Regions from separate parts of the Mus musculus genome. Here regions 2, 3, 4 and 5 are each linked to region 1. Evidence: chromatin contacts called from public promoter capture Hi-C data. All regions are on one chromosome and are shown on one strand. The core of a region is the stretch at or near the end of the contact, and the rest is flanking DNA. Distances in the headings are between cores, read along the strand shown.

Region 1 (4,425 bases), core at 872-3,371:
TAGGGCTGACATTAGACCGGAGTAAGTCAATATCTGCCAAGTATCTGGTGCCCAGATTACATGACAGTATGCTGCAAGTGTTGGCTATCACAATGACTGGTAGTAATTCTGTGACTAAGGATGACATCGATAAGATCACAAACTGGCTGTCGGGTGCTGAACATTTGGGATAGGAGACAGTCAACAGGCAGAAGGCCAAGGGACCAGTTATAAAGATGAGGCAATATGAGGTGAGAGGTGCTGAGAAGCCAAACTCAAAACGGAAGAGAAAGGGGAGGGATGGAGTTCTGATACCTGACACACAACTCAGCGAGTGCCTGGTTATGTGGCTGGCAGGGTAAGGGCAGGGAGAGAGCAGGAGTTTTGCCTCAAAGTGTCCTGTCCAGTTTCACACTGGGAGTTGTTAAAGTCTCAATAGGATGCTAGTTCTGTGTGCTGTATGTGGCACGGGGTCTCTTGTAAGAAGCACACACCTGTGGATGCATGTGAGCACAATTAGCGAAAAGACAAAAGGGCAGCTAGAGGTTCTCTCTGTGCACTGAAGTTTAAGTGGGGCACGGCACAAAGCCATCCTCCAGGCTGATAATTATCGTCAGTGAGTTCCTGTCTCTGACACGGCAGAGGCATACAGTAGAATTTCCTATTGCCAACCTCACAAAGTAGCCCTAACCCCAGAGGACTGTGAAACTATGTAGATCCAGGCTGCGATGTAACCTCACAGACGAAGCTTGGGTGACCTCAGCTGTAGGGAGGCCACCTCTGCACGCCAGAAACGCCATCCACCTTCACACAGTTCCGTCTAATCCAACTTGTTCCACAAATGTCTCGCACTAGGTTATAAACCCTCCAACTGCATCTGTCCTGAACTTCTCTGCCTCTGTGACACAGTTACGCCATTCCTCCATGTCTGCTTCCTTCACCTGTGAAAGCCAAGGCTCCCATAATAGATCAGTATTTGGAATCCTTTGCTATACCAGTCTGATCTTGTGCCAAGGAACTTCTGTTGCCTACAGCAAAGCAACTGATGCCAAACCTCCAGTTTCTCCCACCTGACTAGCTACTTGGTTCCAATGGCTTCTTAAGATGCCTCAAGATGCTTAACAACCAACTACACTCCTCCTCCGGCCTCCATTGCTCTTTCTGCATGAAGTTTCACAACCGAATTATTAAATAGACCTTAAAATTAGATCACACCCACACAGAAGACAGTCACTAAATTGATGGAATTGCTACTGTTACCTCTTGGCCAGCTCTGAACATCCAGTCCATGAGTCTTGTCTCTTTCCTACCTGCCTCAGGACATGGCCCTTCTGTACCCCATACAGAACTGGCACCCATCTGGCAAAAGGAAACATGTTCTCTGCAGACACTGGCATGGTGTAGGAATGAATAGACCAATGTTTCAATTTTCCTAGCAAACAAACGGACTGAAGTTGGGCTAAACTTCCAAACTACTCATTTTCTGTTTTCTATCAGCTGATTGCTGCCAAATGCCTCTCTCTTGTGAATGTAGATAAACACACACTCCTATATGTCCACGGGCACGCCACTCCAGCTCGATCTCGGAAACCCTGTATTGGACCCGTTATACCCACTCCCAGTGAAAGTCCAGATCCTAGACCGGGTGGGTTTCTTTGGCACCTCGCCCCATCTTCAACCACGAGCCGTTAAATACAATTCCCTACTCCCAGGCCGTTTGATTTTTTTTGCAAACGCTGCAGAGTAAAACATAAATTACAACTCAGAAGTCTAGCAACAGGAATGACCTGAGGCTGAGCTCGGACAACCTGCCAGCCGCATAAGATCTACACAGGGTAAAGTAGCTCCAAGGAGCCTAGTCACCCCTGCAGAGCAGTGGAGTACCCTTGGCGAGTCCTAACCAGGGGGCCCAGGCCCCTGACCTCCTCCAGCGGGCAGGTCAGTTGCTACCTGGTCCAGCAGCCGGTAGATGGTTATGCCTGAGGCCTCTACCAGGAGCTGCCAATCGGCCCCGGTCAGCGCCGGTTTCTGGAGTTCAGCACAAGCCTCCCGGAACTGCTCGTCCGAGAAGCAGCATGCGGCCCCCGCCATCCTTCCGCAGCCAGGATACAGCGCCCGGAGCGCAGGTCACTCACTGGCCCTTAGAGAGATCGGGGGCGGGGTCACAAGGTGACCCCAACCTGATTGGCAGGGAAGAGAGAAGGCGGGACTTGGTCGAGGAGGCGGGACGTGGGAGGGCGGGGGTGGGGAGCGGAGGTTAAGAGGGCGGTTCCAGATCTGAAGACAGGCGGGGCTAAGCAAAGGTTAAGAAGAATGCCGAGTTAAAAAATACTAGAAAAAAAGCTGTCGCTTATCTGGAGAAAGAAGGAAGGGCTGAAGAAGTAGGGAAACTTCTGGAAGTAGGGCCAGCACATCCTATACTCACCTCCACACCCTTCAAACCTGCGTGAGATTCCTACCCCCTACCTCTCTGAAGGTGGAAAGGTCTCTGGAAGACATTTGGGGAGAGGGACCGAACACAAATGCTTGAAAGTCTCAGAGGTCAGATGCTAGTTTTATATATATATATAATTTTTTAAAAATGCTCTTCTTTCTGGTATACATTTTGAAACCGTGTTTTGTGAATCAATCCCTTAGAATCAGCAGAAGGGCAAGGAAGTCACAATTAAGAAATCAGATCACAATGGACAAGATTTTTGTGGGTACAAATGATATGAAAGATAAGGTACCTGGATTTCTGCAGCTTGCATAATTTAGGTCTTGCAACTCAAAGATCTTTTTGTTCATTTGAGTCTTACTCAGCCGAAATCTGCAACCCTGGCTTTGAGTAAAGTAGGGAGTTCAAAGATAAGTGCAAACACCACTCAATTGCCAAGACCGCCTGGAAAGCCAAATTGCCTAATCTGTAAAATGGGTCAAAGACTGTGCTGCCTTAAATAGTCGAGGGCCGTAGAATATCCCAGTGCCTACCAAAGTGGTATTTAATGATCATTCCCTCTTGTTTTTCAGGAATAAACTGAAACACAATTTTTTCAATACTAGAAGGGGAAAAAAAGTGGTTAAAAAAAAAAACTATTGAAAGCCAGTTTACAAAAGCCCCACGGTCACATTTGCCAAAAAACAGACAGATCACTGTTTTATTTGCCTCAGCATGGATTTTCTTGTACAGGACAGAAGGAAAGTAAGTTATTCCAAAACACGGGAAAGATTGCTTCAAGACAAATTTCCTTGCAGTTTTAGTGGTAGCCTGTAAGCTTTCTCACAGGTGTAAACTATTACTGAAACAAGCAATCCACTCACACTCATCCAACAAGGAAACCAATGTGGAGGATTGTCAAAGATTGCCAAAGGACCAGTCATGATTGTGTGCTTTCATGGGATCGGAACTTTGTCACCACAGAAATATTGATGGATTAAGAGAGGCCCAAGGGAATGAACAGGACCATAGAAGAAACAAGAGACCAAATTCAAACTGCTTTATTGTACATGTTTAAATATGTTGTCTGTCTGTCTGCCTCTCTCTCTCTCTCTCTCTCTCTCTCTCTCTCTCTCTCACACACACACACACACACACACACACACACACACACACGTTATTTTATTTTTGTCAATACAGAATACAATCATGTTACCAAGCAGGTTTTCTTTCATGCAGGTCCCCCCCACCCACCCACCCACAAAAGAATCTACAATGGCTTTCTTCTGTCCTGTAGGAAAAAGAAATTAATGTTGAGGTGAATAAAATTGTAATTTGTCTGTGCTGTGGCAAATGTGACCTTGGAGCTTTTGTAAACTGGCTTTAAATAGTTGGGTTTTTGTTTTTGTTTTTTTTTTTTGTAAATAAAACAAAACAAAACACCTTTTTTGTTTAAGGCCTGTTATTGACGATTTACATAAATAATCCAACCTGTTTCCTTTATGAGAAAATGTCTCTTTAGGGTGTGTGGGGTGGAAGATCCAGGTCTCACAGTGAAGACCTGACTAGGAACTCATGGAGATATCCCTGCCTTTGCCTCCTGTGTGCTGGAGAGGAGATGCCTTCTTAGATGAACTGACTACGCAGCCACCCAAGCTCCTGGTCTCAGCTGTTGAAACGCTGGATAAGACAGACCAAAAAAAAAATAATAATAATAATTGTAGGCACACAGCTGAGAACAAAGAAGTGCGGGGTAGAGTTCAGAAAAGGGAGACAGAGTGGGAGCCACAGAGAGAGAGGTCCATGGGAAAGGATGTTTCAGAATGGATAGCATCTGCCTTGGCGTTTCCCCATCCCCATACTCCCCACCCCTGGTTCTGCAATCCTGTGTCCGTGGAGGAGCTCCTTTATAAAAGAGGCTGTTGAGCATGACCCCTGTTGAGAATGAACCCTTTCTGTCACCCTATTGACACCTGTCCACATATATCAAATATGTCAGAGGGCATGTCGTAAAGCCAAGGAACAAGTCT
Region 2 (4,461 bases), core at 298-2,797, 370 kb after region 1:
GGGATATAGAAAGGGAAGGGGGTGTGGCTCTGCACTCCCGCTAGCTATTCCTCAAGACTTGCAGATCTCTTGGAAGGTGCAAGGTGACTTCATCTCTCTGGTAACCTTACCTAACCTCCCTATGGTGCTATCCTGTGAAGTAACGCTCTCTTCCCTCCCTGCTGAGTTAGCGCACCCAGCAGCCAGTGTGAGAACCTGGCATTATTTTTAAAGCAAATTACCAACAGGTTTCCAGGCGGTGGATGGGTCCCTGTCACCTGCATTCTACAAAGTAAGGAAAGGTTTCAGCAGGAGCTGACCGGTAGGAAGCTGCAGCCTGGCTCTGAGGGTCTAGGCATCCTCTCCAAGGGGGTGGGGTGGGGTCCCAGTGTCTATTTGGTCCAGGAGGCAGCAGCCGGAGAAGGGTCTCTATGCCCCCATCAGTTGCCGCTTGGCCACACAGTATTGACGGAAAGCCCAGCCTTCCCAAATGTCAAATACTAGAATGAGAGCAAAGCTTGATTATGGGACAGAGGGATGTTGATAAGTACAAAGTTTCTTTTCACGAGAGGGGTCTAGCTCATTAGGAAAAGAGAAGTCCTGACTACGCCAGCAAATGTTTCTTTAACTATTCTGATCTTTCTCAAGGAGGTTCGAAATTCCCAAAGCAACCTCATTGTTCAACCTCATGGTAGGCTTCAAGTGACTTTACAAGAAGAGAACAAGAGGAGGCAACAGGGGGAGATTGAATTAGACTTCCTGTCTCCTGAGCCCTCATTTTGAAGTTAGGCATTTTGTTTTACAGAAGGCCGACTAGTGAACGTGGTTCTGGAGAAGATGGAGGTGGGGAAGGGAGCGGTCTGGAAGGAGCAGGCAGGGTGCTGCAGAGGGCTAAAGAACACCGGGGTTAGAGCGGTGGGGGGCGTTGAGGGAGGGGGCTATAAAAATAGACAAGGGAGAGAGAAGGGAATGGAAGAGGTCTGTTTGTTTATTTTTCTAGCATTTGCCATTCCAAAGGCTCGCTGGAGTAACTTCCTTCCCTGGCTGGCTGAGGCCCAACCTTAGGAAAGTCTCAGATCTTTTGGAAAGAAAGATTTGGACAACAATGTTGCTTTATCTGGGAGAGTAGCTCCTTTGCCCCTGAGATGCAGAAATTTGCTTTTGATGTTATTACCCTGGCCTTAAGTTTCTCTATCCCTGGCAGCCCAGGGCTGTGCTCCCTGCTTTTGCAGGGCAGCTCGGGACAAAAGGGGGCTTTCTGCGGCTGTTGCTGCCTTTTCCTGGATCCCACTGCTATCTGGGCACCCTGAAGATGCGAGGGCAGGGAAAGGAAAACATGTTCTGAAGGTCCTATCTCCTGACACTCATGAGAGAAAAACAACACTTCTCTAACTTACTCCCCAAATAGACACCACCGGGGATGTTCTGCCAAGGAGTGATTCGAAAGTGTGTTCCTAAGTGAAATGTAAGCTTGGCCCAGTGCCCAGCCCTCTGCTGTATTTTGCACAGAGAGCTGCAGGCTGGCGGACCAAAGAAACACATTGCTCTCCACGTGACTGCAAAACCAGGCAGCCCAAGCAGATTTCTTTGTGTTAATAGAATGTGATCTCTAGACTGTACATACACACTGACTGCCCTGGGAAAACACGAAGGACCAGAGAAACTCAGGGCCCTGGCTAGCAAGAGGCGGCGATGCTAACTAAGCCATGACATGAAGGTCTGGGAATGTTGAAATGAGAACCCAGAGGGAAAGACACGTCGGGGACTCCAGAGAGTGTTACTGAAGCAGTAAGGGGGTCACCTACAGAACCCCATGAAATATGGTGTTCATGTGCCCACCCCCCCACCGTGATCCCCACACCCAATTCCTCAATGGACACTTTCTCGAAGTTTATCCATAAGACTGGAGTTATCTGTTGCCCAAACTGAACTGGTCCCAAACATGGTGAAAGATTGACTGCAGGTTACAGAATTTATTCTGACCTTGTGTATGGTATGGCCAGTAAATATCTCTCTGCTCTTTCACCCAAGGGAGACTCAGGCAAAGGTGGTCAGCTTCTGCGAGGGAGAACAACAACGAGATCTACATCACGAACATTCTAAACAATCATCTTTGGAAGACTAGAATTTTCTGGAACCTACCTTTCTTTGCAGACAGCACCCCCCCCCCCCCAGTTATCACCATGGCTTTGACCTCTACAGACCTCAGACGGGATCGAGTGCTTGGTGTTGGGGGGGGGGGGCTGTCAGTCTACACGTTTGGAGGGAGTTAACAGACTGAGGAGGGAGGGGGGACAGCAGCCCCCTTTGCTGTACACTGGGTCTACTAATTTCAACAGATTAGATTTTTAATTGCAATGCCTTTCAAATTTCACAGCACCCTGCGGTCAACTTAAATCCCCCAATTTGCAAAGTGTGTTGGTTGAAACAAAAGGTGGAGCGAGCGAGCGAGCAAGCGATCGGCAGCGGGACCCCAGGGTACGTCTGAACCTCTCGGGCTGTGGCTAGAGAATTTGGAGCTTTCTATGACTGTCTGTGAAAATCCTCTGGCTAAAGAGAGTCAACACACTCAGACAAAGCTGTCCCTCCATCAGCCTCCCCTCTTCTGAGTAGCCCAGTCCCAGGGCTTCAGGTTCCCTGAGCAGGCAATCAGCCATAACCAACTAATTAATCAGCAAGATCGACTGAGTTGAAGAGCACCTCGAAGACCCAGGTGAGCCTTCACCTGGGTTAATCTGCAAACGGACTAATCAGCCTCGGGGTAATTGAAAGTTAATTGTATGCAAAGCTCAAGTGCAGCCACTGGAAAACACAGGAAGCAGAAGGAACAAAGGAAGTCAGGGGTTACTCCGTGGGTGGGTGAGGTCCTTCACGGATTCTTTTCGTGGTTCTTCATAGACAGTGTGTGGCCTCTGGCCCCTTCTCCCAACACTGCCCAGCACACTTCCGAATCCACCCCTTGTGACACAGCGACCAGGAGCCCACGGAGCACGTAGTAAAAGCACAATAGAACACAGGTGTAGACATCCTATTGGTACCCATTCACAGGCTTAAAGGAAGATGGCTCTGAGACATTTGGCTGGCTATGAAAAACACATTAAGAGCTGCAAAAAGCACTCCTCACCCCCTCCACTTTTTTTTTTTTTAAATCTGAACCGCTCAACATCACTGGAGAAAGCAGATCAACAGTACAAAAGCATAAATCGCATTCCAGAGCTGGAGAGAAACAGACCTCAGATGCTCTGCTCCTCGGCACGGATAACTGAGAGGCAGCCCCAATTTTAAACAGACTGGCAAAGTCTCCAGAGCCATCCCTGGACGCCTACCAAGGAACTTGTGTCCAGGGAATTTGGAGTCACGACCTCTGGCCACAGCCCGGCAAGGTCTGTGGTTTGTGGTTGCCTCTGCTGGGCCAGGGGGCACCTTGCCTGGTCGTCATTGGAGTTTCTGTGGAATTACATGTAGAATTCCCAGCTTTCTTGATCTTGCAGCTCCTGTCTTGTGACTGTGGAGCAGGATCAACAGACTTCCTTTCTTCCATTCTGTCTGCTCACTTAACTAGAATGAGCCTTCCCCCAAGAGAATAAAACAGAACCTGCCAGAGGGCTGGAAAAACATTTTTCCAGGACACCGGAAACAAGACTGGCCCCAATCCTTGATCTGCTGCCTGGTGGAGGGTACATATCCATCCCTAAAGGAGCTTCCAACATGCCTTGAAGGGACAGCACTTATGTGACACTGGTCCTACCACACCTAAGCATGGCAGACATTACTAATTAGTCCCAGAACTCTTTCCATGGATCAGGTCTGAGCCTCATCATCTTTCAGGATGACATTCTAGACTATGAGCTGAAACTTACATCATGAGCAGTCCCAGAAGCCGGCATTCAGACACACCAAGGAGCTAAAGCCCAGATGGAAAAACTTGCCGTCAAAAGAGGTAGCTGTGGCCTTGGAGGTGTTTCACACACACACACCCCTGCCTTGTATGCTGTCTGGCTGACAAACCACTGCTCACATAGCCAACCCTCGGAGCAGTAATTCCAGACAGATAAGTGGGGTTCGGAGTCGCTCTGGAATGTTGAAGGAACCAGTGGTTCTCATATGCAGAATCAAGAATCGTTGCTTTCAACCCGTTTTAATTGTCTGCCTACCTCAAATGGTGTCAAACGCCTGGCACTGACGCTTTCGTTTTAACCACCATAATCTCTTCTGAATGGCAAGTGGTCAGCTTCTCAGTCCACCTCCTCGGCACCATGACTCCAGGAGGCTTTAAAACAAGGATTTTTTTTTCTAGCCCCATGTTTGAAAAAAATAGTGTTAAAAGTTCCTAGGAGTCTTAACACACAGAGTCATAAAGCTACAACCAGTACCTTCATTTCACAGACAACAACAGTGGGGACCTTGAGTATAGCGGTCACCTGTCCAAAAACACACACCCTCATCCTGCCACAGTCCCTGCCAAGCCTAGATTGGCTGATT
Region 3 (4,965 bases), core at 416-2,915, 490 kb after region 1:
CTCTAAAATGGTCACAGTACTCTTCTGGTGTGAAGAGACACTAGAGTTCAGGGGGGTACAGGAACCTACGTAGAGGTACAGGGTTTCAGAAAGCAACATCTGCGTATTTCTTGGAAAGCATGGACACATTTGAAAAGACAGCAGGAGAATTTCTTTTGCCCCATTTGCCAAAAGGATGTGCAGGAGACTTCTAGGGACCCCAGGGGGAGGTGGAGCTCTCCAAGCAACTCTCAGTTGTGACATGAGAGGACTTAATCAGAACATGGTAGAAACGTGACAGCCCACTGTACACAGGGAAATATTGCCTAGCCCAGCACAAGAGAGTCTTCTCCTGCTCAGGCTTTCGAGGTCTCTATGAGTGAAAACCTAGCACAGAGGTCTTCAATCTGTGGGTTGAGGCCTCTTTGGGGTCGAACATCAGATATCCTGCATATCAGATATTTACATTCTGGCCATAACACTAGCAAAATTATAGTTACGAGGTAGCAACATAACTGACTTTATGGTTGGAGGTCATCACAACATGAGTAACTGTATGGAAGGGTCACAGCATCAGGAAGGTTGAGAACAGTGCTCCAGTGCAATGGAAAAGGTGGTTGGTTCAGAAGGCTTCTGATGCTGGCTCGGTAAAGCAGCTGGGGACTTCCTGGCAGCAACTCAACCCTCTGATTTCCTTTCTCTAAAAAATTATGGAAAATGCTAGGATGGTACACATATCCTAAAGGTTGCTGTTAGCACATCAGGGTCAGGGCTGTTCACAGTGTCCTATTTTTATCTTGGTTATTTACTGTCTGACATTTCTTATAGCCACATACGTTCCAGGATAGCAGGCATGCAGTCTACACATTTCCCTGTCTAGGAATACTTCAGGGAAACAGAAATGACCAAACTTTGTTTATAGAACGAATAACCTGTATATTCTGTACAGCATTTAAAGGTAATGACTGCTGTTGGTTGTGTTTTAGAATGTGACAAATGGATTTTTAAATTAGATATTAATTTTTCAAGACTGACAATGATCTCATCCTGCCAGTGAATTCCGGCAACATTCAAGTTCAGATCACGATCAATTCTGTTCCAGTTTTTGTGGCTATTTCCCTAGAAGTTGTTCCTAGGGTTTCACACCCCCTCCAGTGACATCTGATATCAGCATCTAAGTCACATGCAATGGAGATGGCGAGGCTTCATTTCTTGTTTCTAATTTTTGTAACCTCCAAGAGGGTTTCTTGGTTTTGCTGATTATTCTGCAACTTCCAGGTTCTCTCCAGATGTGAGCAAAACTGCTTACTTGGTTGAGCGGCTTGTACTTACTTGATGAAGTACTTGATTCCATCTGCTGTGTAAGCTTCCTCCCACCCGTAAGGTAAGCCTAGAGTGAAAGGAAACCAAAAAATACATTTAATAAGATGATGAAGATAACTTTATTTTCTGGACACAAACCTCCCTTATGTTGACAATTACTGGGAGTGCATTTCTTGCACAAAATTATTTTCTCGAAAGGGGGAATTAAGACAATTCAGATGAGCTCTGGTACTCAGCATCTTTACAACGCAATAAATAGAGTCTTGAACAGTTAACAATCTGCTTTGGTTGCAATAACCGGATTATGACTTATCATTTCCATGTGGTGAGGGTTTTTGTCAGCAGGATTCGTGCAGAACTTGGTGTTTGCAGTGGCTGGTTTTTGCCTGGAGGCAGAGGGATGGACAAGATGGCCTCTGCTTGTCTATTCTGGCTCAAAGTTTCTTTAATTGGCTCCCTTTGCATTCTTTCCCTCAGCTCCGCAGGGAATTGGGCATGAGTGCCAGATCAGCAGGGGTTGGAGAGGAGTTTTTGGACAAGACAAGATTCCTTATTAAGTTTGAAAGTTTAGCAAAGTGATTTACAATGGATGGTGGCATTTTACTTTGTTAATTAAGAATTTTGTGCACTAAACAGAAAAGGCCAAACAATTTGCTAAACTTAGCTTCCATTTCTGTAATGGGATTGAGAACAGTTAGCTAAAAAGGGATAAGGAATGAAGTAAGTAGGCAGCATAGGGGCATAGTCTGAACAGGAATTCTGTTCTCATCAGAACAGGACAAAGCACCCCTCTCTCTCCCGGCCCAACCTCCCCCTCTCGTCTCTACTGAGTCTCACTAGATTGCATAGGCTGGACATGGACTAATTGTGTAGCCTAGGCTGGCCTTAAACTTAAGCTCCTCTTGCCTCAGTCTCCTGACTGGAAGGAAGGGGGAATGCTGGCAGGTTGTGCTGCCACATTTTCTTATATTCCGATTTTATGTGACGTCTCTGTAGACTGCAATGGTTTCTACCACTTCTGCTCTAACACTGGAATAGCTAAAGATTTTAACTGCGTGTTCCTGTGAGCTCTGCTGACACTGGTTATCAAAGCTCTTTTGATAGGTATAAGATACATTAAAACACTGAAAAATAGGTTACCTGTCTCAGGTAGCCTACTGTTTGGGAATGTAAATAGCCTTAACAAGTACTCAATGACTTTCATCCTTCCCAATACCAGCAAGGGGGAGAGTGAGCCTATGGGAAGAGTGGAGCGACATGGCTGAAATGAACCTCTACTCCACTCCCAGTCAATTCTTAAAGAAGAAGATGCTAGTAGTCTCTTTTTTTGTGGTTAAGAAAAACAAAGAAAAGATTTTACTTTACATTGATTCCAGTCTAAGACTGTGGGCCAAAATGTTGTAACTATCTCTTCCGTATATGAACAAGGCTGCCTTGGCGTTTCCACCCGCTCTTCATGATTGCATGTTCCCACTCCTAGTGTAGTAGGAATCAATGCTTCTGAGAGCTCCCTATGAGCATAACTCTGGAAGTGACATCTTGCACACGTGTTCTTTCATATTTACTGCTCAGCTATGATATACTGTTACTGCCCTACAGGACACAGTTGACTCCTTTTCTGTTTTCACACGCTCTCCATCTTTTTCTTTTAAATAGATAATTTCATCTAAGAGCGACGAGCCCCTTTACCTGCAAAGAAAACTCTGATGACAGTAGGTAAAGACCCTACTTATGTGACAGAAATACTGTTGAGTTTTTTGAGTAAAATGGCAAAGACTGGAAAAGTAGAAACGGCTGTACTATGACTAAGGCCTTTGCTGGATGACTTGTTTGATTGGTGCAGTTCTATCCGTTCCCAGTTTCTGCAAGCTTGGGCAGGTTTTAATAAAGTGAAAGAAAGAGATACACTGTAATTAATAGTAGTCTTTTATTAAAGAGTTTTAGAGCTTATCATTGTGAGTGTAAGTGTGTGTGCAGGATGTATGTGTTCGAGGGCTTGCCCACGCAGCACATGTTGGGAGTCTGAGGCCAGCTCTGGGTTATCTGATTATCTCCCTCCACCTCTATGTGGGCTTTCAAGGCTGGATTCAGGTCACTGAACCTGCATGGAAGCCCCTTTACTCACAAAGCCACCTTGCCACACCCAACACGATGTCTTCAATCATGAGATCAATTTAGAATGAAGTTGACTGAACACTCATTCCCTCAGCTCTAAAGAAGACATCTATACCAACCCATGAAGGTTCAAGGAATGTCGAAGAAAAGGGGATAGGAAGAACGCAAGAGCTGGAAGACAGGAAAAGGAGCTCCAAAAAGTTGTTTGGGGGGAGACATTGTCATTGCATCAGCAATGACAGGAACAACAGCAAATGCACGGCAGCCGTGGATATTTGCTCTGAGTCTGAATGAGAATGTCCATCCAGTTAGATGGAGGTAGGCTCAGGGAACCCTACTATTCATTGTGGAGATATTTGCTAAGATAGATGGGCGTGGTATAGGGGTTTGGGGGGTAGGGTAAGGCAGTGGTGATGGTGGTGGGGTCACTGCTTTCCACTGTATACCCACTGATGACCTTATATGTTCCAGTGGATAATTTCAATCTAGTGACCATACAAAAGGCCCTAGTTAACTAAAATGGGTCACAAAACCACCCCAAAAGTCATGATTATAAGAAGGGGACAAGTAGGCAATAGGGAGAGGGGTACTGATAAGGATAAGAGGGAAGCAAAAGACAGTGGGGAGGAGGGAGAAATCAGAATTCATTATATATGTGAATGAAATTGTCAAACAACAAAATAAAAATAAAAAAGATCATTTATCTGCCCTAAAAACCATAAATGCCTCCTTTTTTTTTTTTTTTCAGAAGATCAAAGTTTCCTATTTTTTGTGCACTTATCATCTGAACTGGAACTATTTTTCATGCACTTATCAACAGAACTGGAGACTACTAATTAATCTCTCTGTGTTATCTCAGGAATAAAAAGATAATAACTGTCTAATTAAAAGAGAGACATACAAATAGCCCACTTCATATAACAGAGTTCTTCTGGTACTCACAAGAATATGTGACTGTGATATACTGTTTTCCAGCAGTAATGATTTTATTGCTTCACAGGAATGATTTAGAAATCACCATAACAGAATATAAATACTTTGAAATAATCATTGTTGTTACAGATAAGGAAACACTTGTTACAAACCAAAGCATACTCGTAACTACAGGCTACTTCTCCCTTCATAGTTTTTTTTTTTAACCTGTTGTTGACAAGTCTAAGCAGCCACAGCTGTCTCTGGTTGGAAGTGGTTGTGAGCTCTCGAATAACATTCTTCCCACCAGAGGCTGTTTCTCACCAAAACCTTCATGGTGAAGACTCCAAAGCCCGCATGAATATCTTGCCAAAGTGAAAGTCTTGAATGTATTGAACTTAGAACCCTGGCTGTCAGCTAACACTCAGCATAACCAAGTTCAAGCCGCCATGTTCCACACAAAACCATCTCCTTTGTTTCCCGTTCTCTTCGTTGCCACAGATTCTCTGTTATGTTTGGCCCAAGAGCTAATTTATTAAATATTGATTATGTGTTCATAATTTTGCTCTGGTGTTCAATATATAATGATCAGCAAATAAACATGGACCTTGAGCTCACAGATTTAAAAATAAGGAG
Region 4 (4,741 bases), core at 649-3,148, 390 kb after region 1:
TTTTGCCAATATTCAGGTGTGGGTGGAATCAGGGATTAGAGAATTTGATTCTGAGTTTTGTTTTGTTTTGTTTCTCATTAGAGAAATGTAGTCCCACCGCCACCCATTCGAATCTTCAAATCCTCCGCAGTCTCATTAGAGTTAGGCTTAAAAACATCGACCACAAAAGCCTAACGCATCCGCAGATTTCTCCCAAATGCTACTCCTTAAGAAGCAGTGCGGGAGGGTATTGGGGGTGGGGGGCGGTCTGCACGCGCAATCAAGCACCAGCAACTCTTGCAATGCAACAGGCGTTCTCTCCCAGGGAAATTGATGCAAACACCCCGAAGCTATTTCCAGCCAAATAATCTTTTCAAGAATTTATGCAGGAGCAGCATAATTCGCTTCTGTCACTGTGATAACACCAAAGGCAAGAAACTGCACCGGCCCAAAACACAAATCCGTTCTGGCATCAATTGCGTTCCCAGCTAGGTCTCACATGCATCTACCCCCAGCCCCCCCCCCACTCCCCACCATATCCCCCTACCCGTCTCCTTAGCTCCAAGCCACGGTTGCCTAGGGAAGGTTTGAGACTTACCAAGAAAGGGCTCAAGCCAGAGGAGGCTCCTGCACGCGGTTACACGTGAGCCTGCTCAGCTCTCCCCTCCCACCGGGAAGAGAGCACCGGGAAAGTGTCAGCGCTGGAGGCGTGCACCGCTTCCCGCCGACAGACCACTCCCCCCACCCCCACCCCGCTTTGTGAATTGCGGGTCTGCGGGAGAAAGCGCCTCTCCGCTCATGCCGCGTGAGTTCACAACACAAAACACTAACACGATCCGAATATTCAGGCTGCCGCCGAGTGAGAACCCCCATTTACTTTGACCCCCCCCTCTCTGCCAGGCTCCAACCAGCCACCTCCCGCCCTTTCTCCTCTCCAGTCCCAGAGACACTAGTCTCCCAGGGAAGCGCACACCCTGTCACTCAAAGCAGCGATCCTGACCTGTCAAGTTCACCTGTCACCTGCGCTGCAGGAGGACAGACCTAGAAAGGCAGGCGAGCCAGGTTCCCAGCGCTATTTCAAATGTTGCCCCGGAGGGATCCCCTTTGCATTGAGGAGAAAGAGGGAGTAAGCCCCCCAATTTCACTAAAGCAAGGCGAGGGGAAGAAAGATGCTGGTGCCCTCCCAGCCGACTAGGGGGGTCCCTGGGAGTGTAGTCCCTTCCCTGAGCCCAGCTGCCGAGGCAACGCTCACCGTCTTCAGGATGAAGGGGGAGCTTCAGCGGGTTCTCCAGCAGGGACCTGAGCACGCCGTAGGGAGGCGGGATAAAGGTGGGGTTCAAGGGGAGCTGTCGGGACATTTTCTCCATCGTGATGCACTCAATTGTCTTTTTAAAAAGAAGGCCAATCGCCGCCCCGAAATGTTGATGAGCTTTGTTTCCTCCGTCCTTTGCCAACCAAAAGTACTCGCTTTCAAAACAGTGCAGACAAGGAAGAAAAAAAAAAATCACTTCTGTCTTTGTAAATACATCAGCATACAAATATCAAAAAAAAACAAAAACAAAAACAAAAAAACTTTCGTGTTCTCAGTGCCGACAGTCCAGGGAAGGCGCATCTAGCGCCGCGGACTCCTCCGACCCAGTGCAGGATGCTTTCTCACCTGCCTCCAACACTCAGTCTTGCAAAATGTTCAAAATTGCAAGGAGGTGGGGGGAAAAAGGAAAGAGAGAAATTTTGAAAACGTAGACGGCTGCAGATGAGCAGAAGGCAAAGCGCGGGCCCCGGCCCCTCGCGCGAGCACCGGAGGCTGTGCCGTCCCGCCCCACCCCCCTCCCCGCCGCGGCCGCTGCTCCCCGCGCTCCGCGGCCCCGCAGCGCCGGGCTCAGCGCATCAGGCAGTCCATGTGCCGCTGCCCTGACAAGAGTGACGTCAGGGCCCGCACCGCGCGCCGATAGGCGTGCAGGGGCGGGGCCCAAATCGGGCCCGCCCATCCACCCCGCCCCCCCAGGGCTGCGTGTGTAGCATCGCCGCACGCGCTGTTTTTCCGGCCCTTGCGGCGTTGGTGGGCTGCGAAAAGCACAGGTGCCAGATTTCCTGCTTCACTCTCTGCCTTGCGCTGGGAATAACGCGCGCTAACTCTCACCCTGACTCCTTTTGCACGCGAGCCCTTCCCCCTCCGTTCCCCCCCCCCGCCCCCCAGAGCAGAACAATGAGAAATTCGTGTCAGTGGTTTGCAATGTGGAAATAAATTGGTGATTTTAAAAGAAGATGATTTTTAAAAGATGGCCAAGTGGCATTCCGGACTTAAATTAGAACCCCCAACCCCCGGGGCGATGTCCTGGCTAGCAATGTTTTTTAAAGCTCCCCAGGACAAGTTTAGGAGATTTGGATAGACTTGAAGCGAATGACTTCTGGATATTTCTCCTCCTCGCTCCTGGTGAGCTTAGTACTTTCCTTCTAGCCCCACTGCATATCCGACCTAAGATATCAACTTTCCTGAATTCCAAACAATGTGCAAAAACGTAGAATGGAGACAGGAGCTGCAGACTGAAGTGAACTGTCTCCCACGCTGTCCGAGGGAATTAACAAGACAGACATTTGCTTGCAATGGAAGGAAAGCAGGAGAGACTTAAACACAAGGAATGAAAGTTAGGAGTATTTAAAAGGCCCAGCATGGCTGTAATTAGGCTAACTTAGAAGGTCTGAATACTAATTAAAATAAATTTGTAAACTCTTTGTTAAAAGATTAGGGGAATCTTGTTTGTGGCTGCAGCACATCCCTCTGGCCTTTTGAAGGCTGTGAAAAGGCCAGTTTTTTGACCTTGCTGCTGAGGGTGTGGGGGAGAACACCTTGGCGGAGTGGATGGATTGGAATGTAGGCATTCTGCCTCCCCAGCCAGGAGAACTGAGACACACGAACCGCATCTCCACGCTTCTCTTTCCACTTTCCACCCCCACCCACCCACCAATTACACATTTCTATCCAGCACTAAGTCCCCCTGACCCGTGGAGGAGCATGTGGGATGGTTTTTGCAGTACTGATGGTTGAATGTATGGCCTTACCCATGTCTAGCTAGTTCTATATCACAGTGAGCTGTCTCCTCAGACCTGTGGGGAAGGGTCTGCAAGAAGCTTTTCAATGAGGCAGAAAGGCTTTTGTGAACATAGACTGGGTTCCTGGGGTGCAAATATTACTGGGATGCCCCTCCCCCACCCCACTACCAAAAAATGAGAGATAAGAAAGGAGAGAAGAGAAATCTAAAATTCAGGAAATTCCGGACCCTGGCCAAGGGCACTGGAAGTTCATGATAAGTAGCCCTGACTCTTTCTCTGAGCAGAAGTTTCCGGGTAAATGGACGGCTGGTCCCGTGGCCTTCATTTCCTCCTGCTAACACCTGGGCAAAGTGAATGGTAAGATGACATTCTGAGATGCTCTTGTGATGTCAGATCCCAGAAACATGAGCCCTGGGGTGGATGCGGTGTACATTCAGTGAGCACCACTGCATGCCATTGACTGGGCTGGGGCTGGTGAGATGATGGATGGATAAGACCTGGCTATACCAGGGAAAGGATGCCATAGAAGCACACAAAGTCTGGACTCCAAAACCCAGTAACAGAGAGAGCTGACGTGGGCATCTGTTACTGGAAGGAGAGTGCAGAGAAGCGCCTGAGGTGAGCTTGGAGCCAGTGGTCCCTCATAAACTTCCCAACCCTTCAGTCGGTTTGCTTCTCAGAAAAGAAGGGACTCCGCTGGAAGCTGAAGAGATTATTCAGTGGATTAAAGAGCACTTGGGTCATAAGAATGAAGATACAAGCTTGGATTCCCCTGCATCAACATGAAAAGGGAGGGAGGGAGGAAGAACAGCCTCCAGCAGCAGCAGCATGGGCCTGTAACCCCAGCACTGGGGAGGCAGAGATAGGGAGATCCTAAAAGCTCACTGGCTGCCAGCCTAGGCAATGAGTGAGCTCCAGGTTGAGTGAGAGACCCTGTCTCAGAAACAGAGAAGATGCCCATGTTAATCTACACACACACACACACACACACACACACACACACACACACAGGAGAGCTTCTGTGCTCTTGTCAGAGAGAGAGGAAGGTTTCATCTTTTAACTTTTTTTTTTTTGGAGTAATTTTCTCTTTTTTTTCCATTTTTTATTAGGTATTTAGCTCATTTACATTTCCAATGCTATACCAAAAGTCCCCCATACCCACCCACCCCCACTCCCCTACCCACCCACTCCCCCTTTTTGGCCCTGGCGTTCCCCTGTACTGGGGCATATAAAGTTTGCGTGTCCAATGGGCCTCTTTTTCCACTGATGGCCGACTAGGCCATCTTTTGATACATATGCAGCTAGAGTCAAGAGCTCCGGGGTACTGGTTAGTTCATAATGTTGTTCCACCTATAGGGTTGCAGATCCCTTTAGCTCCTTGGGTACTTTCTCTAGCTCCTCCATTGGGAGCCCTGTGATCCATCCATTAGCTGACTGTGAGCATCCACTTCTGTGTTTGCTAGGCCCCGGCATAGTCTCACAAGAGACAGCTACATCTGGGTCCTTTCAATAAAATCTTGCTAATTTCCCCACAGCCCTGTGAACCCATCCACAAGGCGATGTGCAAGCACACTGACTGGAAACAGGCAGAGGATTCCAGGCATAAGAAAGGAGGCCAGTGTGATGATCCATTAGCACAGCCCCAGGGCTCCATGTTCAGAGTTCTCTGCCTTCCCTCTCTTCCCCATGTTTCCACATAGGAAACTCATTG
Region 5 (4,738 bases), core at 505-3,004, 310 kb after region 1:
CCATCCATCCATCCATCCATCCATCCACCTATCCATCCATCCATCTGTCCATTCACCCATCTGTTCAACCATCCAAACATCCATCCATCCATCTACCTATGCATCTATCTATCTATCTATCTATCTATCTATCTATCTATCTATCTATCTATCTACCTATCTATCTACCTACCTACCTAACTAGCTATCCATCTATTCATCCATCGACTTATCCATCTATCTATCTATCTATCTATCTATCTATCTATCTATCTATCTATCTATCATAGAAGCAGAAGGAATGGTACTATTTAGAAAAAGAAGAGGACCAACAGGAGTGAGGAGAAGGGACAGGCAAAGTGGTGGAAAGGTAAACATGAGCAAAGAACAAATTATATATATGATATATGTATTATAATAAAACCCATTTATACACTAGAATTTCAACTAGATTTTATTTGAAAAACAATAATCTAGGCATAGAGATCTTCAGGGAGCTCTCAGATAGATCAAATAGCATCAGTCAGTTCTCTGCAGTTAAGAGTTTGGGCTGCAATGCAAATATGCTCTGCTTTCCCCAGGCTGCTAGGATGCCAATCTTCAAAGCCACTAAGGTTTTGTGAGGCTTCTGTGTGGCTATTGTGATAACAAAAGAAGAGGAACGGGGGTGAGGTAGATGTCCTAGTTGCTTTTCATGATGCTATGATTGAACACACTGAGAGAATCTACTTAAGAGAAATGGGATTGATTCTAGCCTACAGTTCAAGGGTTCAACCCACCACGAGAGAGAAGCCATAGCAACAGGAGTTTGAAGTAGTTGGTCGCGCCACATCCTCATACCTACATCCAAGAGGCACAGAGCGATGGATGCATGCTCCCCAACGCTCTGCCCCTTCCTCCTGCTAACACAGTCTGACGTCCCAGTCAGGAAACCATACCACCTGAAGTGAATGGATCTTTCCACCTTAATAATCTCAATCAAGATAATCCTGACACACATGCCCAGAGGTCCATCTCCCAGGTGATTCTAGATGCTGTCAAGTTGACTGATAGCACTAGTCATTACAGTAAGTTAACAATGCCACAAAGCTCACCGGAGCTTCTAGCCTCATTCAGACTGCTCTAGTGTGCTCCAGGGCAGCATCTAGTCAGAAAAGAATGGTCCTCATTTTAAGGAGGAGCTGCCATTTTTCCATCCAGCCATGCGAGAGCTTCTGCACTGCTACCTGAGCCAGGAGCCCTGTGCCAAGAGTTGGGCAACACTGTGGGGGTGGAGAGCTCCAGCCTGTGGACACCCCCCCCCCACACACAAACACTGCTGCTATGCTTTCTTCCAGTCTCAACAGAGTTTCGATGAAGTGTGGAGCATCCGTGATTCCAAATGCAAGAGGATGCAGAAGGCACAGGCTACCAAGAACTGGTAGTATAAATAAAGGTTCCAAGAACACAAGTTAGGGTCAAATTCGTTGGCAAGTTGGTTATGAACTCTACATTTCTAATTCTTAAAATAAAGGCACTTCCCAGTTAGGATTTGTAGGAAAGAAAAAGATAAGCAGGCAACAACACTTGACACCCAAGACTTCCAATAAGTTGTACTTGGGCAAATTTCATTTTCTTTCTGGAAGCAATTACCAGCATTTTACTGATAGGTGGCGCCAACGAGCAGAGCCACTGTTCACAAAGGCTTTTATTTTTCACCCTAGATGCTGTGTGATCTTCCTCTCTGCCGGTGCTCAAGCTGGCATTTCAAAATCCAGTGCGGCACACAGACTTCTTCTTCTTTATTTTTTTTTTAAATCCATCTGTTTCATGGAGAACTGTGAAACTCAGAAATACCTATTCCTAGCCAGACAGCCATAGGAGTTTTTATAGATGATAAAACTTGGTGATAGCTAGCTATGCAGTTGGGCATTTAAGAGAAGCCAGAGGACAGTTAATGAGACATTTGAGTCATGTGTCTGTAAGCATACCTCTATTATACATTGGGAGGGCTCCAAAGAGTTTGGCGATTCAAGTCCTGGCCGTGTGGGTTTGCACGTCAGTATCGGCGTTAGCTTGGGCAAACGGTTCGGTCTCTCTGAACCTCAAGCTTTGTTGTAATGTGATGTGATGATGACAAATGAGATAACCCACACGTGACACTCAGCACAAGCCCAGATTCTTACTAAGTACTCCTGCCATATAAGCGCTAACGCTTACTGAAGTGAGCTTTGGGGTCTTAAAAATGTTAGGTAACCCCTCCGTCTTCGGTAGGGTTTCCATTGCTGTGATAAAACACAGTGACTAAAAGCAACTGGTTGGGAGGAAAGAGTTTCTTGTGGCTTACACCTCCACATCACATTCCATCATGAAGGAATGTCAGAACAGAAACTCAAACAGGGCAGGAACCTGAAGGCAAGAGCTGATGGAGGGGCTGTGGACCACTGCGGCTTACTAGCTCGCTCCCCAAGGCTTGCTCAGACTGCGCTCTAAAACACCCTAGAATCACCTGACAGAGTGGCCCCACCCACAATGGGCTGGGCTCTCCCACACCAATCACTAATTAAGAAAAAGGCCTACAGACTTGCCTACAGGCCAATCCTATGGAGACATATTCTCAATGAAGAGTACCTGGTCCCAGTGATGTCTAGGTTTGGGCCAATCTAACAAGACAAACAACAAACAAAACGTTGCTTAATGCTGTTTACCTCTATCCAGGATTTGAGCTTACTGGCCCAAAGACAAATCTATCCAAATATTAATTTCATCTAGTGGTCAGGATCGAGATGGAAGAAAAACAGAGACAAAATAAGGATTAGTAGAGGTTAGATTAGAATTTTGGATTGCATCGCAGGATTCAACAAAGATGCAAGGGTTGGATCCAGGGACACCCCTGCCCCTGGAGCGTCTGAGCATCCAAAGCAATGAAGAAAAGGAAATACGGTTTGTTGGATGGCTCACGGTGCCGAGATAAAGGCAGAGAAGTTCCGAAGAAGAAGCCGAACTATTCCTGGTCCAGATACTTAAGACGCAGTAACACATGGAACGTGCACAAATGTTAGCTGTCCTCGTCTTTGAGCCCAGGGGGTGGGGGATGGGGTAAAAATCAATCTAAGAATAAAAGCAATGAAGAGGTAACTACCTCGGAGCGGAATTTGGCTGAGTACGAGAGATTTCTAGAAGACTGGAGAGCGGGAGAAGGGAAGGAGTTTTTCCCCCAAGAACCGAGTGCGGCAGGGTCTGTACAGGTCCCACACATTAAGCAGGTTTCTTAACATACAGGGCCCAATGCCATGGCGCTGAAGTTCCCTTCAGTCTCAAAGGCCCAGGAACTTGTGGTATGAGGCTCCGAGGGAAGGGAGGCCCAGGGAGCAGGGTCCAAACAGCTGCTTTGTTTCGTGGTCTTTTCCCTGCTGGACATCTGGTACTTAATGGCAATCCTCCGTGGAAAGTCAGTTGTCCTTTTATTGTTTTGTACAGCGTGTTTTCTTTTGTTCAGGAATGAGGACCGAGTGCCTCTTGAAAGAGGAAAATAATGAGAGGAAATACAGAGGATGGCATCTTTCCGTCCACGCTTTCTAATTGGTTCCAACCAGTAGAGATCTAGTCACGGAGCAAAAGGAAGCTTGGAAGCACTCAAAATGGTGGGGTGAGGGGGGGGAGAACTCGCATCACCTTAACAGGACACCCACATTCGTTTTTTGCTCTTTTGCTCTGAGGCACCTCGCAGAGGGGATTCTCAGGGTTGTAATGTTCAGGTGGTGTAGGCCACCCAGGTAGCCTCTATCAGAGGGTGAGGGTCAATGCCTTTGGACCTCCAGGCTTTGGAAGAAGACATGTTATGAGGAGAAGAGATATGAGGGGGAAAAAATTGGTCTCCTTCCACAGGACAACAAAACACATATAAAATAGCTATAGGGACCCACTCAGGGGCCTTTGCACAGTCTGATTGACTATGCGTATGCCTCCTGGTGCTGCACTGGTCACAACCAGCTATAAACTCAACGGAGCTCTCACTGTTGGCCCACGATAGGAGATCTGCTTTGTCTTACTAGGCCCGCTGTCTATGAGTAAATGTGCAGTCACATTTTAACTATCCTGTAGAAGCCAGGCAGTCCATCAACACCTGGGGCACGGACAGGGCCCCTCCATGAGCATCCTCGTGTAATGAATAGACAAGGTGAGTGTAATAACAACAATACAGGAAACGTCTATGTGAACATAGGAAAAAAGAGCACTTAACCAGCCTGCGAGAGAAGAAGTCATTAACGTTCCAGCAAACCGAAGCTACTCAGGAGCCTAAGGGTGAAGGAGGCACTGACCTGGGGGCCTGGAGCACAGGAGATAGGCAGCCACTGGATAGGGAAACAAAGACATGTTCAGAAAAATACAAATGCTTTGTTTACCCTGAGTATAGTCTGAAGAGGAGATATTTAATACCACGTTCCTAGGAGTGGTATAATTAAACTCTTCAACGGGTACCTTAAAACAAGTCAAGCTCATATTTTTTTTTATAGATCAAAGTTTCAAAGCCGTCTTCTTTACTCTCTGAAGGTTTTAGGGAAAGCTCCTTCCTGGTCTCTTTCAGACTTCTGGTGGCTTTGCAGCAAGCCCTGGCATTTCATGGGCTGTCCCTGTGTCACTAGCCTCTGTCTCATCATCATCCCTGGATTCTCAACCCTGAACTCTTGGCGCTTTGTCTGTATAACCTCTCCTGTTCCTTCAGGGACAGCAGCCACTGAATTCAGGACCCACTCCAATTCAGTTCCACCTTTCCTTA

Evidence for each region. Promoter capture Hi-C pulls out the DNA fragments that hold promoters and counts their contacts.
Region 2: a contact with region 1 is called in a promoter capture Hi-C map of liver, with 2.6 times the contacts expected there. The contact joins the enhancer-like site here to the promoter of Pctp in region 1. A contact is called at or near these places in 2 of 39 promoter capture datasets (both in liver), 5 of 484 Hi-C or Micro-C datasets (all in liver) and 1 of 115 datasets of contacts at active chromatin or transcription factors (bone marrow-derived macrophages).
Region 3: a contact with region 1 is called in a promoter capture Hi-C map of hippocampal neurons, with 2.4 times the contacts expected there. The contact joins the enhancer-like site here to the promoter of Pctp in region 1. A contact is called at or near these places in 6 of 39 promoter capture datasets (the 3T3-L1 cell line, cranial neural crest, frontonasal cranial neural crest and 3 more) and 1 of 9 other capture datasets (embryonic stem cells).
Region 4: a promoter capture Hi-C map of liver shows a contact between it and region 1. The contact joins the promoter of Hlf here to the promoter of Pctp in region 1. A contact is called at or near these places in 8 of 39 promoter capture datasets (the 3T3-L1 cell line, the HPC-7 cell line, cranial neural crest and 4 more), 3 of 484 Hi-C or Micro-C datasets (LSK cells and liver), 3 of 115 datasets of contacts at active chromatin or transcription factors (embryonic stem cells, hepatocytes and kidney) and 4 of 9 other capture datasets (adipose tissue, liver, macrophages and 1 more).
Region 5: a contact with region 1 is called in a promoter capture Hi-C map of liver, with 2.6 times the contacts expected there. The contact joins the enhancer-like site here to the promoter of Pctp in region 1. A contact is called at or near these places in 5 of 39 promoter capture datasets (frontonasal cranial neural crest, hippocampal neurons, liver and 1 more), 1 of 15 datasets of contacts at CTCF or cohesin (the NIH/3T3 cell line), 4 of 484 Hi-C or Micro-C datasets (the G1E-ER4 cell line, cerebellum, group 2 innate lymphoid cells and 1 more) and 1 of 115 datasets of contacts at active chromatin or transcription factors (bone marrow-derived macrophages).

What each region holds. Positions count from the first base shown.
Region 1 is chr11:90,000,773-90,005,197 of GRCm38.p6, forward strand. It overlaps Pctp (phosphatidylcholine transfer protein), which reads right to left and starts at 2,122. Exons shown (of 6, transcript NM_008796.3): 1 at 1,930-2,122. The coding sequence starts at 2,070.
Region 2 is chr11:90,368,329-90,372,789 of GRCm38.p6, forward strand. All of the region lies in intron 2 of Hlf (hepatic leukemia factor), which reads right to left. Among named protein-coding and RNA genes, the nearest start is that of Hlf, 20 kb to the right of the region's middle. Within about 2 kb of position 1,548, at least 126 of the 459 cell types and tissues checked have an H3K27ac peak or open chromatin away from gene starts, as enhancers often do. A contact at or near this core is called in liver, where this site is marked.
Region 3 is chr11:90,493,291-90,498,255 of GRCm38.p6, forward strand. It overlaps Stxbp4 (syntaxin binding protein 4), which reads right to left. Exons shown (of 18, transcript NM_011505.2): 17 at 1,312-1,369. Among named protein-coding and RNA genes, the nearest start is that of Gm34850, 23 kb to the left of the region's middle. Within about 2 kb of position 1,666, at least 2 of the 459 cell types and tissues checked have an H3K27ac peak or open chromatin away from gene starts, as enhancers often do.
Region 4 is chr11:90,389,019-90,393,759 of GRCm38.p6, forward strand. Hlf (hepatic leukemia factor) reads right to left here and starts at 1,899. Exons shown (of 4, transcript NM_172563.3): 1 at 1,232-1,899. The coding sequence starts at 1,346.
Region 5 is chr11:90,316,012-90,320,749 of GRCm38.p6, forward strand. No RefSeq gene overlaps it. Among named protein-coding and RNA genes, the nearest start is that of Mmd, 69 kb to the left of the region's middle. Within about 2 kb of position 1,755, at least 4 of the 459 cell types and tissues checked have an H3K27ac peak or open chromatin away from gene starts, as enhancers often do. A contact at or near this core is called in liver and ventral hippocampal neurons, where this site is marked.